Regions from separate parts of the Aedes albopictus genome. Here region 1 is linked to region 2. Evidence: chromatin contacts called from public Hi-C data. All regions are on one chromosome and are shown on one strand. The core of a region is the stretch at or near the end of the contact, and the rest is flanking DNA. Distances in the headings are between cores, read along the strand shown.

Region 1 (7,140 bases), core at 755-3,254, 850 kb after region 2:
TACTATGCCCAGGGAGTCGAGAAAATTTTCCCGACCGAACGGGAATCGAACCCGCCGTCTTCGGATTGGCGATCCATAGCCTTAACCATTAGGCTAACTGGAGACTCCATACAAATTTAGAAAATTTTGTATGAGAAAAAAACCTACCAGGGGGGAGGGGGATCTGAGATAGGCGAAAGCGAGTCTACGTAGTTTATGGGCAGCGCCTACCCTACAGGTTCATGGAGCATTGTGCTGAAGAGAACAAATTTCCAAGATATTATAGAACGTCCGCAATTAAAGGCCATAAGAATAAGAGTTGTCGTTACATCACTGATGCGGAGCAACATTTCATAAAACATAGTTCTGTAAAGGACTTGTTTCCAAAGATGCTCTAGATCCTCCAAGAACTTCTGCAAGTGAAGGTCGTATAATCTACAAGGGAAACTTTTTTTTCTTATTTTGTTGATTCGGTGTTAGAGTCTTTTTAGATGTTAATGCCTACAACTAAAAGGGTTAAAAGAGTGGACCTAATGTATTTAGAGATAAAGACAAATTCATATAGTTTGTACGGATAGGTGTAAAATTAGGCAAACATGATACACATATTTACATATATCATTTATTATTGTGGGTTTACTTCGAACATGAATTCCTAGGGAATTTGCTTGGACTGTTCGGGAATTGCCGTTCAATTTCAAGGGGCGTTTACATGTGTTCTAGTATTGTCTATCCGGTTGGAATCAAGACAGACATTTAATCAAAAATTGCCATATTCTTGATCCACAATTGGCGCAACTGTTTCGCATATAGTGCGCTGACGCCAATGGGAAGGATGCGCACTACTTTTGCCATGTTTCAAAAACGTCGCGAGTTGGGTCGCGTTGTGGCTTGATTGTGCGACGTCCGGTTTGGTGGCGGCCCGACAATATGATATTCTTCTAAGTTAATGCGCTTATTATTTTAAACGACTTTTAGAAAAGATTAAATGTTATAGTGAAAATTTATTTATTTATTTATTTGTTCACCATCTTCAACTTCAAAAGTTGTAGACTGATTTTCTATGAAACACTCATCAAAAATATTAATGCTGAACTATTAAATATAAATTTCCCAAAAATTCTTACAACGAAAACTTTTCATCTCCGTAAGTTCTTCCAAAAAGACATCGCTCATCCATCAGCTGGCAGCATAAGCAGTATAAAAGAAATGTCAGACTGGATCAAAACAAACGACACCGACCGAGAGAGAAAATTTCTCGCACGTGTTGCTCCTACGTTAAATTTGTCAGAACGTTGTGTCAGTTTGGCAACTGTCTGGCTCTTCAATCGAACAACGATTTCAGCAATGACGATCCCAATTCGTCGTTTTCAGTTTGCAAATCCGCGCACAATAACCCCTGCTTGCTGAAAAAGTTTTATGATAATCATTAGCATCCATTAATATCACGCTAAAATTTAAAAATTTCGACTCCCCTCTCTCCTTTTTTCGGGGTTTTCATATTCCTAATACATATGGTTTGTCACACTTTCACAAACCCCCCTCTTCCCTAGAATCGTGGCATGGAGGAAGGTAAACTTACAAAAACGTTGTCGAAGACACTGTTCATTTTAATTTATTGTGTGCATCAATGCCAATTTGATCTAACTAACCATATACGATCGCCCAGTTGCAAAACCTAAAAAAGATAATTGTAATTTAAAACTGTACAACGATTAATTTCTTCCTAACCATCACCGGGAAACAAAGGGTCAACTTTTGCTGAAACAACTCATGCAGTCCCCTCGGTCGCTTGCATGACAGCTGCCAAACTTGCAATGACAACCAGCTGTCATTAGCTGATACGCCATTGCGGCATCAATTAGCGATCAGCTGTTTTGATTGAGCAGCTAATAATTTTGGGCTGATTTGCTTGAAGTGGATCAAGAAACGCTATTTGCAATGTATTGTTGGTATAATCATTTGTTCCAATTTATGGAAAAATTGTTTGGAATACAGAAAAATGCTGCTTAGTGCCAACAAATTGATAATTAACGGCGTAAACAAACCAACACACGAGCCGTCGATCTGTCAGCCGTCCCTTTTGACAGCTCACCAATACCAGCGCCTCGGTGTACCACTACAGAGACAAAAAATGAAAGAAATTAACTTGCAGTTGTGGAATGGCGAACAGTATAAATTTGAACCTCGACGATGCAGGATTTCTCTGAAAAATCAATTTCCCCCCTAGGTTCTCCGGTGATAGTGACAGTGTTTTGTGATTTTCTAGTGAATGGTTCTGTGAATCTGCTGCCTTCTCCTGTTATCATTGGCAAGTTTCCAGCAGCACATGCAACAAAGGCAGCAATAGGGTGGTGTAGAAGTGGTACTAGATCGGTAGTGGGCCGTGGAAAACCGAAAGTGCGATTTAAATCGAAGCAAATAGCTGGCGCCGGAAGTGAGGAGCGGAAGAAGATCGGCCAGTGTTCTAGGTGTGTTGTGTGACCAAGAAGGGTTGATCCTGTTTTGATCCCCCCCGAGTTGTGCTGAAGGGCAAACAGGTACCTATTTCCGCTTGGATTTTGGTGAAAAAATGGGGAAAATTGGATCATCCTAGACCGAGACATGATGCCGTGCGAACACCGGAAGTGCATCAATCGAAGGAACAAACCAGACACGCAGCTGCAAAAGGACTCAGGAAAGGTAGGTCGTTGCTTATTTTCCGTCGTCGTCGTCTCCTATCTAGTACCTAGGGTGAACACGATCGTCCAATGTCTGCCGTGTGTCTCTACAGTCAGTCAGTCAGTCAGTGTGATGACGACGTTTGTGAGTGCGTGTGCATTTTTCAGTCTACGTCTTTTTTTGCTCCATTCTTCTTCCATCCAATAGCATTTAATATAGAGAGCGTTCCATGCGAAAGCGGCACAACGTTTGGCGGTACTGTTTTCAATTATTCTAGAAACAGTATATGAAGTGTTTAAGGACAAACGTCTTGAAATCCCGCTCAAACATCGCATCAAAACTTCAGAAGCACAAATCTTCAAACAAAAGTGCATTTTATTATTATGTTCTTGCTCACTTGTAATAAGCTTAAAATAAGAAACTCAGGTGCGCTGGGTTTGTTTATGAAGAGATTTGTGCGCTCGAGATCGTGAGTAGGTGCCAAAGTCGGCCATTGTGGCCATTTTGGGTTTCTAACAAGTCTGTCCTTAAAATACAAACAACTAATATTACGGCTTTGTTTTGTTTACATCACCGCTTTGCAACACAGGTTAGGGGTGATTTGTGTTTATGTTGTGGTTTAAGAATTGTTTGATAACTACATAATATTACTTACTTTTACTTTAAATTAAACATTCGACACAATCACTGCCCGACTAGAAGATTCTAACAAAAATATAACATAATTATAACAAACCATGATATTTATAACTCATTGTGATATAATCATGTTTAACATAATTGGTGTTTAAAAATATTATAACTCAATTGTATCATATTATGTTATGAATGTTGTTCAATAACTCAAATACTGAAATAATTTAGTTCTGATTCTTTGACATTCAGAACATCATTTTACACAATTGTATCAAAATATGATAGAAACTAATTTTCTTGGAGCTAAAATTTGTATCATATTGTGTTATAATTTTGTTATGATTATATTGCGATTTTTTTTCGACTTAGACTTCGATGCAATAAACTTCGTCGTACTCATGTTTCGCTTTCGATTTCGCTGTCACTCTCAGTCTCAGGGTTTTTGAAACTCGCCCGATAATGTGACAGTTTTCGCCGGCCGTCTCAATGTTTACTATTAAGGTCATTTGTTCTCGGTCCACCAGCTGGTCATGTTTACACCACAAAACAATCTGGTTCACCGATGTTTACTCTCTCTCTCTCTCTCTTCTTGGCGTAACGTCCTCATTGGGACAAAGCCTGCTTCTCAGCTTAGTGTTCTATGAGCACTTCCACAGTTATTAACTGAGAGCTTCCTCTGCCAATGACCATTTTGCATGCGCATATCGTGTGGCAGGCACGAAGATACTCTATGCCCAAGGAAGTCAAGGAAATTTCCTTTACGAAAAGATCCTGGACCGACCGGGAATCGAACCCGTCACCCTCAGCATGGTCATGCTGAATACCCGTGCGTTTACCGCCTCGGCTATATGGGCCCGATGTTTACGTTCATCCTTATTGTTCTCGGCTACCAGCTGTTTATGTTTTCGCCTGAATCGGGGAAAGAATGCGAAAATGTGTCATAAATGTTAGGTTAGCACCATAATATGGCGAATTCAATTTCGTCGCCAAAGTCTGATTATTCGTAAGAAATACAATAACGAAATAGGTTATTATTTTGATTAGACCGTTGTATTTTTTGTTACAGTTTTAGTTTTTTTTTAAATCTCTTTATTTGGTAGGCCCATGCGCCAAAAAAACTTAACGGGGCCGAATTTACTATTTACACATTTCAGTAGACAAGTTCGAATCACAGCCATTCTGTGATTCCTGAGTTGCACACAACTTTTTTTTATCTTTCCTACGCTTCGTTGACAGCCGCCGCTTGTTGGTGCCATCGTAGGTCTCGTATGGTGAAGTTGAACTGTCGTTCCCGTCGTCATCGTCGTCGTCTTCATTCGTGCTCTGCTGTTCGGTTTGGTTCGTTGAAATGGTAGTCGTTTTGGTCTCTTGTTCGGCAAGTGTAGGGGCATCTGGGGTAATATGCACCGTCGAGGCAAAACGCACCCCCTTGATTTTTCAGGAATTATCGATTTTGGGGCTTTGAAACCTTGTAAGTCAAATAGAGCGTCCCTTTAAATGAGCACCTGAAAAATTTTACGTATCTGCGTTACGTAATTAGTGAGAAAAAATAATAACATCAAAAAGCAGGTTTCTGATGTAATTTTCCCGATCGTTTATCGAACGATTTGATGGTGAAAACTGACCAAATATCTTGAGCTGTTGTGTTTATTTAGCTGATTGAGGGCAATACTAAGCGTAGGAAGAATAACTTAAACAGTAATGTACGTGGATTATATATTTTAAACAATTTTATTTTTTACTCTTGATTGGGGCAATATGCACTCCATGTGTTGGGGCAAAACGCACCTATAGAAAACAAGCAGTAATAATATCTATGAGTACTCTGTCAGTAATCGCAAATGAAATTGAGCTATTAATCGTCTTAAAACCATAGAAAACATGCACTTTCTTTGAGAAGGAAAAATATTTATAAACTCGACAGTGCATCTTGCCCCAATGTTGTGGTGCGTCTTGCCCCTTTGTTTGAGTGCATCCTGCCCCAATGTTGTAGTGCATTTTACCCCGAGCATGGGTGCATACTGCCCCGCATAATCATACGAAGCCGTAATGTTGGTCTTTACAAAAAACGTTATTTTCAAAAGCTGAACTATATGAAGGCTGAAATTTTGTTCGATATTGCTTAGAATGATAGTATTTGCAAAGAATGCATGCATTAAAACAATAAATTATTGCCCTTTTATATGCATTTGGACGCATCTTCCTTAACTGGTGCGTATTACCCCAGAATCCCCTACGTCTGCTTCTTGCTACAATCTCGATGAAAGAATCACTTACATCAGGGGAAGATTCGCTGGATTGACTGCACATCGGTGGAAAATCAGCTTCGGTGAATATCGGTTCGCTTGATGGGGCACTTACTGCTGCTGCTGCTGGTGCTGTAGTTGTTGTTTGGGTTTCGGGTGCGCTCACATCCAAACATCTCTGCTTTGGATGTACTGGTTTGGAGCATCGCCTACAGGTTCTGACCTGCAGGGTGGCCACCCAGTCGGGAATTTCGGGAAAACCGGGAAAAGCTCGGGAATTCGAAACCACCGGGAAAAAGTCGGGAAAACCTCGGGAATTGTTGCTAGCCACCGGGAATTTCCAAAATTGTAAAATTTGTTCAGTCTCCAGAAGCATAAGTACGAGAATCTGTGGGAAAAGCAGTCAACAGCTGTTGAACCATATAACATAGTAGGTGAACTGGCGTAAAAACCATTCTTGGAAATTATTATAAAGTTAATCACAGTGATGTTGCCTAACATCACAATTTGAACATTTTCAAAGATATTCTAAAGAACATTCTGGTGGAAAGACTGGTTGAGACACATTCAAATATTTATAGATTCATATGTCACTTGTATCTCAGGATGTACATGGTCCTGAAAACATCAAGCGTCCTATAAAAGTTTTCTAAAACATAACAAAAATTATTACCTCTTTTTAAAAAAATATCCTTGTACAATCTCTAGGAGAATACTTGATGTAGCCTTTGTCCTTTGAGCGAAAAGTCTGGAAAATTTGGATAGGATGCTGATAAAATTTTGAATCAATGAATGAATTTCCCCAAGAATAAATTACAATTAAAAATGATGAAATTCTGGATTAGTAATTCTGGTGAAAACATTCTTACAATTTAAAAATGGTCAGTGAAAAACAATTGAAAGAATATTTAAAAGGGATTTTTAGTATCTGATGGAATTCCGCAAAGCACGCCTATTGTAGTTCATAAAAATATTTCTAATATTTTATTCGAAAGATTTCTGTTGTTTTTCATGAAGTTCTTGGATGTACTCATTTGTTGAACTTGTGAATAAAAATGTTCGGAGGAAACCGGAGTAAGTTATCGGCAAAATCCCTTTTTGGTGAAGCTTTAGCATAATTCCCTGGTTCAGCAAATTCTCGAGAATTTCGAGTATTCATAGTTTCTAGTTAAACTACCAATTGGAATTCTCGCGAGAGTTACCGTGAGTATTCAGAAGCATCTGGAGCAATATAGTTGTAAGATTAATGGAAATAAATAATTCCCAAATAATGAATCTGCCTCTACATTTTGAAGGAAATAATTTCTCAAAAACTAATCTTTCAGGAATTCCTGGAGAAATTCCTGTCATATCTGAAAATGTGATCCGAAAAAATAATCTCTGAGTACTTCATATTGCAATCGCTGATGAAATAACTGAATGCTAGACGATTATCAGACAAAATCTAAGATTTCTTTGATCTCTCAAATTTCTCCTAGAATTTACGATTTCAGCCTAAGTAACTTGCCTGACTTCCTGCAGTAGCCATTTACGCTACCATAAAGTTCGCCACTGGTTTTCTATCAAAATATCTTGAAAATCACCATAAAAAATACTACACTGAGGATTTCCCTAGAAA
Region 2 (6,601 bases), core at 2,995-5,494:
AAATTCGTTTTCAGGAGCTAAATTGCAAATTTTTGATAAATTGTTTTGCAAATAATCATCAAATCATAAACACTTTGGAGTCGTCATACCAAATTAATTCTACTAATAGAATATTGGATTCCTTTATTCATTGTTCAAATCAAGATCTTTTACATGTGCATTCGAATGGGTTTTATGATTTCAAATTAAATATACATACATATGAACCATTAATTGACTTGTCCTTATTTTATGAATTGCGGCAAATACCAAAGCTTGAACATTCGAAATTTGCAAATTTACTATTTAAACGTAAATTTGATGGATTCAACCCTACACAAATGTATTTTACAGATGGCTCTCTAATTGATGGCACCGCATGTTTTGGAATATATAACGTATTTTCAGCTCATTTTTATAAATTACAATCTCCGTGTTCTGTTTTCATAGCAGAACTCATTGCTTTGTATTTTACTTGTAACATGATCAAAGATTGTCCGCCCAATTTTTATACAATATGCTCTGACAGTTTCAGTTGTCTGAGTGCTTTGAATACTATCAAATTCAATTTCAAATCACATCATATCTTGTTGATGTTGAAAAAGATATTGTTTGATTTACATTATGAAGGATATGTTATTAAATTTGTTTGGGTTCCTGCTCATTGTAATATTTATGGCAATGAACAGGCGGATTTATTGGCAAAATTTGGTGTTATGCGTGGACAAATTTATCATCGTGATATATTTCCTTCTGAATATTATCCCAATCTGAGAAATTATTCTCTAAATGCTTGGCAAATCAATTGGAATTCTAGTGATAAAGGGCGATGGTGTCATTCAATATGTCCAAAGGTGAATCATTTTCCTTGGTTTAAAAATGTATCTGGGAGTAGAAATTTCATTTGTGCTTTTTCGAGATTGATATCCAATCATTATATTTGTAATAGTCATTGTAGATTCAAACTTATGCGAATGTGGCTTATCGTATGAAGACATTGATCACATTATAATTAATTGTTCTCGGTTTATTGCACCGAGGAAGATATTATATGATAGCCTAATTGCAGCAGGTTTTTCAATTCCTGTATCTATACGGGATATTTTGGGCTTAAAAAATGAACATATATTGAAACTTTTGTTCAAATTTCTAAATGAGATTGCCTATTTTGTTTGATACTGTTCCCCCTTTTTTTTGGTATTCTTTATTTTCAGCCTTGAAGATTCGTTTCTGATGACCCCCTGACCACCCCCCCCCCCTCCCCCATTAAGATTTCTGGATTTCCGGAGACTCGTTTTACGATTTGGCATGCTGTACTCTTTCAAGATAGCGGCTCCGTTATGGTTCATTGCCGTGTGAGCCTTTAGTTTTAAGTTATTTTTATAATGTTATTTGAAAAGAAAAAGAGGTTTTGTGCCTCTTTGAGAAAGATTTCGTTTTTGAAATGCCGAAATCACTCAAAGGGGGTTTTCCCTCTTTCTAAATTTCAAGTTAAAATAAACAATAACAATAGAAAGATTTAGACAATTATTTTTATAATCTGTTCAAATAAAAATGCCTCGGATTTTGCCAACTAATTTCTTCAACCCTCCTTTGACATTAGGGTCATTTTTTTTTCACCCAAACCCAACACTACGTCAGCGAGCTGCTGCCAACGTGATGCAAAAGGAAGGTTAAGAGTGTCAACTTAAACGACATAAAAATCCTCTATTTTTTCATAAAATTGAGCAAACTATTCTTGACGATTTCTGCCAGAAATCTGATATTCATGGTAGACACTGTGTCAAATACATTAATTCAGTAAAAATGCCATCTTTTTAACAAAACTGAGATAAGATCCATTTTTACTTTTGGGCTTGGAAAAGTGTTTCACCCTTCAATAGTCGCACTGTTTTTTTTTGTTCAAAACGTTGAAAAGGCTTGCCAGCACCAAGGCGGTGATATTGAACCGCATGACTAACGGAAGGTTAATATTTTCGAAAAAGAATTTCACGACATTTAAAAAAAATATAGGCATTAAGTTTAGTTTGAAGTAGGTATATCTCCGATTATTGATGTTTTAGGAAACTTTTCAAAAATGTCTTCCAAAATTGTGGATTATATTGTCTCTAGCTTATATTGTCTCTAAAGATGTTTAAAGATGAACAAAACTATGAATTTTCAGAAATTTGATGTGCAATTAATCTTTTTATGACATGTATGTAGGTTATTATGATGAAAAAGAAGTTTAGAGCTGATCCAGAATCAGTTAAACTGGCTCACAAAAGTTTCGAAGCTCATTCATATTTCATTACTGAAAAATTATCCAAAATACACTGCCCTTCTAAGCCATGTCGTTTTCAATGCAAGTCGCATTTTTCTCACTCACTTAGCCATTTGTAGTTAATATGATATTTTTCCGATCTTGTTTAACCAATCGATATGCCACGATAACGTTAAGCATCTTTCTAATACTCCCTTTGAGATTATAACTTTAGTTAGAGCGGTAGTGTTAAAATATGTGAAGTTTCTGATCACTATTCGTCATTAGGGTGACCATTTCCAAGAAAAGGTGGTCCAACAAATCAAAGTTCTTCAAAACTAAAAAAATTAAAAATGAAAAAGTCATCAGGTCGATTTAAAATTTCTGTTTTTTTTTTTTAAGATAGTGAATTGTAGTTTTCAGAAAAATATATATTGAAAGGTTAAGGAGCAATAAATATGTAAAATCAGAAAATTTGATATAACATAGGTATTAACAATTCAACGATGCATATTTTTTTAGCATTTGCGATTTTTTTAAATGAAATGTAATATTTTCCCATATTAGACATTTTCTTAATTTATTTTTTTTTCGAATCACTATAAATCTATAGATATAAAAATACTAGGTTTCACTAAAAATGGAACACAATCCAGAGTTTTATGAAGATTTACAATATGAGAGAGTTTTAGGGTAGCAAGTACTTAAATATATTTGGCATTCTAGTTTCAAAAAATCATGTCCCAAAACTAGAAAAACATAGTGCGCCTGTACCAGTTATCGCACTACCTAACGAAAACTATTTCTTAAAAAAAAAAAATAAGAAGATTGACAAAAGTTGTCAATCAAAATATGTCTTTTGGCATTTGATTAGTTTTCATACTTTACAGGAAAAATATAGAAATAGCCAAAACTATTTTAAGTATTTATTACGGCGTGTGCCAATGATAGGAATAGCCTAATGAAATGATAGATATGATAGATTTCGCTAGGTAGCGAACAAGATAGAATTTGTGATGAAAACAGAACAATACATTAGGCAGTCGGGTGCCTGAAACTTTTGCCAGTCTTGGTAAGGTGGTATGAACTACCAACCAAGCCGATCTGTTTAAAAGCACAGGTCGCACGGCAGAAGTTTCACGCATTCGATGTATTCGTTCAATACATGGCCTACTTGCCTAATTTCACCTTCTATAAAATTTTCACACTTGTTCGCTACCTAGCGAAATCTATCATATCTATCATTTCATTATCCACTTTGATCTCTACTCCCTTATACTTTGAGTAGAAAGAGACCGATATAGCCACAAAATCATCAAGTTCTTAGTGATATAGTTCTTCATACTGGGGGATGTGTATGCATTGTTTGTGATTTTCTGCTTGATTTTTTTTAAATACCCCGAGTATTTGATTTTTTTATATCTAGAAATCAATAAAGCATCAAGCAATTCTATTAAATTCGTTTCAATTTTAGAATTATAATAAAAAACAATTTCAGTACCAAATCCCCTTGAAGACAAGAAGATGACTCGCTATAATGAAAATTTTTAAATAAACATCCACGGGAATTTGGCGCAGGATATAAATTTATCTATCCAATTAGGGTCTCTCTGCCTGCCAGACTACAGAGATAATGCGCCTCAAAATTGTAACAGCTATTTTTGCACCTGATCTACTTAGAAGAAACCCCCGTTTTCACGCGAAGGTCAACTCACCTCGAAATTTCTTCTTTTTATCCAAAGTAATCACAATGGTCCCGTTGACGGTATCTCCCGGTCGATAAACCCCGGACGAACTGTTATCGAATCGAATTTCGCACTTGACGTGTTTGGAATCCTTCGTTTGGGCTGTCATCCTCCTCGGACAGTCTGATGGGTACGTTTCCGTCCGTTTTAGCTAACTGCTGCGTTGGTAGAAACGGTGTTGGAGGAGCTACTGCCGAAGTGTACTGGTTCAAGATTTGCACAGGACTAGACGACTGGCAACGGTTCGGTCCGGTCTCTTCTTGGTTGCTATTTGTAATGGGAAGCAACAATTTGTTTACGCTTATCTTCCCTCGCACGCGGCGATAATGTTGCGTTATCACTCCCGTGAACGGGGGGCTGGCTGCATGAGCGGATTCAGACCGGGAGGGGTGAAGGCATGGAAAAGATATCTGATGGATACTGGGAAACAGAAGAAGAAATGTCTAGCAAACCTTAGAATGTTGTGAAGATTTTAACTTATCACATAAATAAGCAAATTTCTAGTTAATAACGTTTTTATATACAAAATAAATAATAATATAAAACTTCAAGACTTCATGGAACAACGGACAAGAATTGGAACATGGAAAGTTTTAGCAACAACATGGACAATGAGCGTGTCATGGAAATGCATGGTCTTGGAGAAATTATTCAAAGATTTTGAGGCTTGAAGAAGACGGAATATACGTCGAATCGTCGGAATGTCGATACAATAGTCCTTTTAGCTGCTTAGAAGGATGAAAGAAACTTTCCAAAAAATCAGCAATCACAGTCGAAACTATTAAATTATTTCTAAATGATCAACTAAAACGTTAGTTAGAGCACTTCGAACAACTTCTTCAAGTTTCAACGACAGATAAGCGATCGACATCTCGGCATGAACCGCCTAGGTACGGTGCATCACCCGCGTCAACTCTGGAGCACCATCACTGTATTGATTGAAACAACCTGAAGGACTAAAAGAGCAAGGGTGAGAACGTCTATTCGGTTCAGCATGACAGAAAAGAATGAGTTTATTAAAGGTAATCTAACGGTGCCCTACTAGAGCGGAGGAGTAGAACTTTGGTTGAGCGCGCTTAAGCAAGCTATTTGATGCCGGCCTGGAGAAGCGATTCTGGGCAGAGACAGTTGTTACGGCGGCGGCCTGTATCGTTACTCTCCAGAAGTTCGTCGGTAAACGGCCTGACCTGTCACACCCACGCATTTTTGTAAGGCGAATGATACGGAAATGGCAAGGATGACAGGCGAAGGAGACAAAAAAGGAAGAAAAAAAGACCAAAATGGGATGAGAAGTCAGAATGATCAATGCTCAGTGAAAATTCGGTGGCGTACAGAGACGTAGCAGTCAGCCATGACATGATCTCTTTCTAGATGAACTTTTCGAAATGATTGTGCAGAACGAGGTTGCAGAGGAAGAGCTCGTAGACGGCAAAGAGGATGACCGATCCCCGCAGATGAACTTAGCGAGCCAGATTCCGAGGAGCTCAGAGATGCTAATGATACGCTGATCGGTGCCGATCTACAAGCTGCTGCGCTCCCTCCACAGCAGCGATCGTTGGAAAGGTGCAATGGCAGAGAAGTATCAAGCGTTGATAAACAACCGAAACCGGGAGTTAAGCGATCTGCCAGAAGGATGGAAAGCTCTCCGTTGCAAGTGGGTGTATAAGGTGAAGACAAACTCCGACGGATCTATCAAAAGATGCAAGGCCGCAAAGGCTATTCTCAAGTTACGGGCGTCGATTATGAAGCGACGAAGATATGTACTCGCCCGTATTTCACCATCCGTTATCTGATGCCGCTAGCCACTAGTCTGGATTTGAAGGTACACCAGATGGATGCAGTGACCGCGTTTCTGCAAGGTGAGCTAGGAAATGAAGCCTACATACAGCAGCCCAGTTGTCCGAGAAATGCCTGCAAGTTGATGAAAGCTTTGTACGTACTGAAACAGACAAGCAAAATCTGGAACCAGAACTTGATGGAGAGCTGAAGTGGTTTGGATTGGCACGTGCGTCTACTGTGGTATTGTGGCCGCGTACATATGTCGACGACCTTCTGATATTTGCGAAGAGCCAGTACAAGGTCAATGAATTGAAGAAGTTCATAGGAGGTCTTTAGTTCCTATTTGTTTGCCGCTAATTAATTCTGTAGTGACCCGGGAAAATGCATTGGATAGCCGTAAAGCGTATTTAGCGGTACCTAGTAAAAGGGACGTGAGATCTGCAGCTCATCTACAGCAAGCAAGCAGAAGAACATTTCATCGGATTCTGTGAAGCGGACTGAGGGAAGCAATGTTGAGACGCGACGTTCCATCGCTGGATCATTTTCATGCAATCAGGAGGATCGATTTCATGGATCTGTTAACGACAGTTAAAAGTGGCCTTGTTAACAACGGAAGCCGAATACATGGCCGTCTGTATTAGGCAGCAGCACTAGCGATTTGATGGCGAGGACTATGACAGGAGCTATGGGGAGTATTGGAGGAGATCACCATATATTGCGACAACAAAAGGGCATCCAAGCTAGGTGGGAAAGAAGTCGGTTACTCACCACGGAGTAAGGACAAAACCAATGGCACAAATGTCCCAAATGGAGGATAACGTGTCTCTGTAGCCGTCCTTCTGAAGGACATAGACTA

Evidence for each region. A called contact is a pair of places that touch in the nucleus more often than the background predicts.
Region 1: a contact with region 2 is called in a Hi-C map of embryo, with 8 times the contacts expected there. The contact joins the promoter of LOC134284116 here to the promoter of LOC134289550 in region 2. A contact is called at or near these places in 3 of 3 Hi-C or Micro-C datasets (embryo, whole body and whole pupa).

What each region holds. Positions count from the first base shown.
Region 1 is chr3:84,487,108-84,494,247 of AalbF5, forward strand. LOC134284116 (TATA-binding protein-associated factor 172) reads left to right here and starts at 2,005. Exons shown (of 7, transcript XM_062842421.1): 1 at 2,005-2,661.
Region 2 is chr3:83,638,895-83,645,495 of AalbF5, forward strand. LOC134289550 (arrestin domain-containing protein 2-like) reads right to left here and starts at 4,245. Exons shown (of 2, transcript XM_062855508.1): 1 at 3,937-4,245. The coding sequence starts at 4,075. The region is part of intron 1 of LOC134289551 (arrestin domain-containing protein 3-like); the gene reads left to right.